Regions from separate parts of the Pan troglodytes genome. Here region 1 is linked to region 2. The links are chromatin contacts, called in public capture Hi-C maps. All regions are on one chromosome and are shown on one strand. Each heading gives the region's core, a stretch centred on a gene start, on an enhancer-like site or on the middle of the called end of the contact. The rest is flanking DNA. Distances are from core to core; before and after follow the strand shown.

Region 1 (2,960 bases), core at 67-2,566, 140 kb before region 2:
CCCTCTTTTTTTTTTTTTGAGACAGGGCCTCACTCTGTTGCCCTGGCTCACTGCAGCCCCAATCTCCCAGGCTCAAGCGATCCTCCCACCTCAGCCTCCCGAGTAGCTGGGACCACAAGCACGCACCACCATGCCCAACTAATTTTTTAAATTTCTTGTAGAGACAGGATCTCGCTATGTTTCCCAGGCTGGTCTTGAGCTCCTGGGCTCAAGCGATCCTCCTGCCTTGGCCTCCCAAAGTGCTGGGATTATAGGCCTGAGCCACCGCGTTCTCCTGTGTGCTCTCCCTTTTGCAATTCCCTCCCCACCTTCCAAATCTAGCTCAGGTTCTGCTCCTCTGTGAGGTCTTCCCAGCCACTCTGGTCCCCGTGCTTTCTTGTCTGAACTTCCACAGACATCATGGCTCATGCCAAACCCACTTAATGGCAGATACTTATAACCCAAATAACTGCTTGGGTTCGTATACTGACTCTACCACTTACTAGCTACGTGACCTTGGCTAAGTCTCTGAACTACTCTATGCCATGCAAACTGATAATTAAATAAGTTAATGGAACAATGCCTGACCCAGAGGTCAGCACTGTCTTCTGTCACCATCTGCTGAGCACTGTGTGCCCAGAGGTTCACATTTTACAACCATCCTACCATCCTGGCACTGTCCTCATGCTAGCAGCCACTCAGCCAGCAAAGTTGAAGAGCTGGCCTTGAGTTCCATCACTGAATCCAAATCCCATGCTACCCCCACTCCTTTGCCCTGTATGTTGGTTCTGAGTGGGCAGGTCTTGTGTTCCAACTAGACTTTCCAAGGGCCGGTGAGGTGACAGCCCTGTCTGTTGCCTCCCCTCACTGGCCAGGGCACTGCCGGGCACACAGTAGGTGCCTGTTATACATTCGCATGCTGAATGAGATTGAACATGGCTATTGTGAAGATGGAGTGTGGATGAATTTCTTTGAAAGGGCTCTAATACAGTACATTGCTTTGTTTTCTGCATCTGCAAAGAGAGAAGCTGTCTTTGTACCCGCTCCCCCGCCCCACCCCAGGCAGAGAGAAGCAGACGCCACCGTTCTCTGGCCTCCTTTGAGGAGATTTAGGGAGGTGAAGGGAAGGGGTCGGATCTCTCCGAGCTTGGCTTCTAAAGGTGCTTGACAAGCCCAGAAGGAGCCGTTTCTCTCGGGCTAAGAGCAGAAAGCATTCAATTGACTTGTTTTCTCAGTTGTTGATCCCTGCTTCTTTGTAATCAACAAGAGAAAGTGCCACACTGGGAGGCAGAAGCACTGTCTGCACACATCGGAAGGCCATCAGCTGAAAAAGGAGCACAGCTCTGGCAGTCCCAGGGGGAGGCTGGTTTGGGGCAGGAAGGCCTTGCTAGAATCAGAACTGCCTGAAAAGGGAACAGGCTTCAGCCAGTAAAGACCTGTGCCTCGGGCCCTGGCATTGCCCTAGTGTCAGGCTCCTATGTCCAGCTGTCTGCTGGCCCCTCCTGGAGCTCAGCCTTCCAAAACTGAACGCATTAGCTAAACCTCCCACAGCACTCCCGTCCTCCTGGCGAGCCGGCTTCATCTCAAATATTCCCATCATGGGGGCTCAGGGCACCTTAGAGGTCATACTTAACATCCCCATCCCTCATTCCATATCCAGTCCACGAGCAAACACTGCTCGCCTACCACCCATGTTTTCTGACATCGTTCCCCTCATCTCAGGCCACCACCACCAACCTCATCATCTCCCCCTTATGGGGCTTTGCCACAGCCTCCTTTCTTCCTTCTGTCCTCTACACAGTAACCAGCGTACTCCACCAAAATAGTGATCTGACCACATCGCTCCCCTGCTTAAAACCTGTGTAGGGCATTCCACCCACCTCCTTAGCCTGGTTCGCACATGGGAGGTGGGAAGAGATACTGAAAGATGCTCCCACCGCAGCTGAGATCCACTGACCTGCAGGGTGAAGTTCCAAGCTCTTTCATTTGGGATGCTGTTTCCCCAGCCAGCCACCCGCAATCTGTGTATGCGTGCTTTTTTTTTTTTTTTTTAAGATGGAGTCTCATTCTCACCCAGGCTGGAGTGCAGTGGCACAATCTCGGCTTACTGCAACCTCCACCTCTACTTCCAGGCTCTAGCTATCCTCCCACCTCAGTCTCCCAAGTAGCTGGGACCACAGGCACACACCACCACCCTGGCGATTTTTTTTTTTTTTTTGCATTTTTGGTAGAGATGGGTTTTTGCCATGTTGCCCAGTCTAGCCTCCAACTCCTGAGCTCAGGTGATGCACCCGCCTCGGCCTTGCAAAGTGCTGGGATTTCAGGTGTGAGCCACCACGCCTGGCTGTGCATGTAAATAAAAACACACATCACATGCCTTTGGAGGCCCCTAGGAGCTGGCCCCTGCCCCTTCCCTCTGCCCGTTCCCACATTCATCCCCGTCCTGCCACCTGAGGCTCTCTGAACCTCCGTGCTGTCTCAGCCTCCAGGGTTCAATTCATATGGGTGCCTGCACCTGAGACTCCCTCTTGTCTTCTCCTGGGTAGGAGCTATTGGTCCACGGAGCCTCCCTGTGGGTGTTCCTCCTCCAGGAAGTTGTGTCCACCTGCACACCCGCCCCACCCCAGAGCCTGGAGTGGACACTTGTCAGTGCTCCTGGCTATTTTCTGTTTTGTGACACTATTCACCCCCTCAAAGACCTTGAAGTCCTCAGGGTAGGGGTTGTGTTGCACTTACTGCTGCATCCCCAGAGCCAGCACAGCTCCTGGCCCCTAGGAGCCCCTCAGTGCCCCCACCCACCCCACCTAATGTGCGCAGGAGGGCGGATTCCAGACCTGTCCTGTCCCCGCCTGACCACCAAGAAGAAAGGAGGCGACTTAGTGGAGGGGCAGCTCCTCGGCTGGCCCCTAGGTGGCGCTGGCCCCCTGCATGGGATTCACCGTGGCGGGGCCGGAGAGGCTGAGGCTGGGGGCATGAAACCT
Region 2 (3,213 bases), core at 205-2,704:
ATTTTCTAGAAAGCAATCTTCACACCTGTTGGTCCTCACCCATTGAATGTCCTCACCCAATCTCCAACACAGAAATGAGTGACTGTGTGTGCACATGCGTGTGCATGTGTGAAGGTATGAGTGTGAATGTGTCTATATGGGAACATATATGTGATTGTATGTGTGTAACTATGTGTGACTGGCAGCGTGGGGAGTGCTGGTTGGGAAGGTCCTCTCTGGAAGGCTGGGAGTGCAGAGGACAGGAAACTGACCTTGCTGAGTGGAAGCCATGGGCCAGGCTCTCCCCAGGCCTCATTGCCTAGAATGTCTTCTCCACACCCACCAGATGAGTACCACTCACACCCTAGACCTTCTTCTAAGTGCATCACGTACATAGCTCTTTTCATCCTCACACACTGCCGGGAAGGTAAGCTTGGTTACTTCTGCCATTTTACAGGTGGGGAAACTGAGGCTAAGAGAGGTTAACTTCTGCCGGCAACACTTGGAAATGGTTGGTATGGTTGGAAGCCGGCACCGCCGGGCCCAGGGTCTGGGGCTAAGTGGAATTCAGTGTGGGTCTTTCCTTTCCCATTAGAACCCCTCAAGTGTCAGACCCTCTGCCCCTCCTCGCAGTACTTCCGCCTTGCCTCATGCCTCCCAGGCACTATCTCTGTGAACTTTGAGCTCTGCCCCTATTGCCCAAGAAAGGCTCGCTGATGAGGAGGAAATTGCCCAGGTTTATAGTTTCCTCCCAGCCTCTCTGGCGACACCTGAGCCTGCTGCTTCTCCCCTTCCGCCTCCCGCCACAGTCATACACACAGCCACTCATGCATACTCACATCACACCACACTCCAACCAGCACTCCCCACGCTGCCAGTCACACATAGTTACACACATACAATCACATATATGTTCCCATATAGACACATTCACACTCATACCTTCACACATGCACACGCATGTGCACACACAGTCACTCATTTCTGTGTTGGAGATTGGGTGAGGACATTCAATGGGTGAGGACCAACAGGTGTGAAGATTGCTTTCTAGAAAATGACGCCTGTCTCTCTTTGCCATTCTTCCCAATCCAATGGAGCTACTAGGCTTTTCCCTCATTTCATGTTTAATAAACAAGCCGCTCTTGCGGAACGATGGTTGGATCCCTCATCAACCACCACACACTCCCGACCCCACCCTCCTTCCTGCCCCTGCCAGCAAACCGGACGGGTCCAAGGCCTGGAATTGAGAACCTGTTTTCTTCCCCATCCTGCCCCCTTGTGACGGGAGCCTAGAACTGCTGGCTCTGCGCCCAGAGGTTAACCACATTTCTCAGGAAGGTTCCAGTAGCCAGGCGGGTTGTTAGGAGAGGTCTGTATCCAACTCCCCTCCTCCTGCAGAGGGGCAAACTAACTAAATGAAGATCCACTCTTCCTTCACCCTGATCCTCAGGGCCACCAGAAGAGCTGACCGCTGTTTCACAGGCACACTCCACTGGCACAGGAGATGGGTGGGCGTGCCAACTGGACCAGCATATGGCAGGACCCTTATGATGATCAAGCCTACAGTCATCATACAATCACAGGATTGTTGCCCTATATCCATATTTTCTTGACACCCTAATAGTGCATTTGGCTAAACCTTGGTGAAATAAGCATGACAGCAGGTGACTGTGCCGCCTCTGACACTGACCACCCAGGCCTTTCTCTTCACTCCTTCCCTGAGGCCTTGGAGGGTCTGCCTGTGGCCTTTAGTCTGGTGTTTGAGCTCACAGAACTGGGTGTGGTTGACCCTCCCTTTGTCCTCACCCCCTCCACACACACACAGGGACGCTCTTGCAGGCTCCTGGTTTGATGAGGCAGCCCAGGATGTGTCCCCACCTTTCCTCTTTGAGCCCAGGGCCAGTGTATTTCAGGCCGAGTGATTTCACCCAGGGTCTTGTTTCCATTCCATTTTATTTTTAGTCCTCAGGTGCAGTGGGATGAGTCCCTCCTATTCCCCAGGTGATGGCTGGCTGTCATCATTGGTCCTGACTAGTCACCTCTTGCTTCATGTATTCCCCCCTCCCTCCATTGTCATTTCCATGCCCCCACCCCACAGGCAGCCATTCTACTATATCCTTTATTTGTATGTGTTCTTGTGCAGTGCTTTGTAGGCATGGATTTTGGTACTGCAAAGTGCTGCATTGTACACATAGTATTGCATAGTGTTGCCTTATTACCATTTCTGTAACAAACTGAATGTGTTACTTTATGTTGGAGCGTGGTGGAGCCTTAAGAATTTATTGAGAATCTCTGCATTAATGATTATGAAAGTGACTGCAAGTTTTCGCTGAGTCTTATTTCCTGAACATAAACTCAGGATCCTGGACCATGGTCATGTGGGAATAGCAAGAGAACTGAAAGTGGAGCCTGTCACATCTCCAGACTCAGTTTTAGTTCTCTTGCTATTTCCACCACATCTTTCATCACTTCCTCCACTAAAGTCTTGAACTCCTCAAAGCCATCCACGTGGGCTGGAATCAACTTCTTGATGATGGATGAAGCCACTTCCTTGTGGCTGGAACCAACTTCTGTGTTTCCTAAAATGGGGACAGCAATAGTACCTACTCTCTAAAATTTGTTGTGGGCTAGGTGTGGTGGCTCACGCCTGTAATCCCAGCACTTTGGGAGGCCGAGGCGGGCAGATCATGAAGTCAGGAGATCGAGACCATCCTAGCTAACATGGTGAGACCCTGTCTCTACTAAAAATACAAAAAATTAGCCGGGTGTGGTGGCGGGCGCCTGTAGTCCCAGCTACTCAGGAGGCGGAGGCAGGAGAATCACTTGAACCTGGGAGGTGGAGGCTGCAGTGAGCCAAAATCACGCCACTGCACTCCAGCCTGGGCGACAGAGGGAGACTCCATCTCAAAAAAAAAAAAGAAAATATTTTTTGTGAAGATCAAATGGGTTAATACAAGTGAAGAGTGCCTGGCACTACTAGTGCTCAGTAAACATTGTTTATGGATGCTTTCTTTTTTTTTTTTCATTAGGCCTTATAATAGCCCTATGAGGTAATATAATTAGTTCCATTTTACTGATGAAGAGACCAAGGTCCAGGGAACAAAACAACTTGCCCAGGTTTGCATCATGATACTGCCAGAAGCTAAATCTAGATCTTCAGACCCCAAGACGGCCACAGGACCTCCATCCCCATGTGTTCCCTAGAGGTGTTGTGCAGAACCTTCCTGATGCTGA

What was found. Capture Hi-C pulls out chosen DNA fragments and counts their contacts.
Region 1: a capture Hi-C map of stem cell-derived neural stem cells shows a contact between it and region 2, with 10 times the contacts expected there. The contact joins two enhancer-like sites. A contact is called at or near these places in 4 of 7 Hi-C or Micro-C datasets (blood, induced pluripotent stem cells, a lymphoblastoid cell line and 1 more) and 1 of 1 other capture datasets (stem cell-derived neural stem cells).

Annotation. Positions count from the first base shown.
Region 1 is chr5:42,633,202-42,636,161 of NHGRI_mPanTro3-v2.0_pri, reverse strand. All of the region lies in intron 13 of CPNE5 (copine 5), which reads left to right. Among named protein-coding and RNA genes, the nearest start is that of RAB44, 63 kb to the right of the region's middle. Within about 2 kb of position 1,316, at least 7 of the 24 cell types and tissues checked have an H3K27ac peak or open chromatin away from gene starts, as enhancers often do. A contact at or near this core is called in stem cell-derived neural stem cells, where this site is marked.
Region 2 is chr5:42,496,017-42,499,229 of NHGRI_mPanTro3-v2.0_pri, reverse strand. No RefSeq gene overlaps it. Among named protein-coding and RNA genes, the nearest start is that of SRSF3, 30 kb to the right of the region's middle. Within about 2 kb of position 1,454, at least 5 of the 24 cell types and tissues checked have an H3K27ac peak or open chromatin away from gene starts, as enhancers often do. A contact at or near this core is called in stem cell-derived neural stem cells, where this site is marked.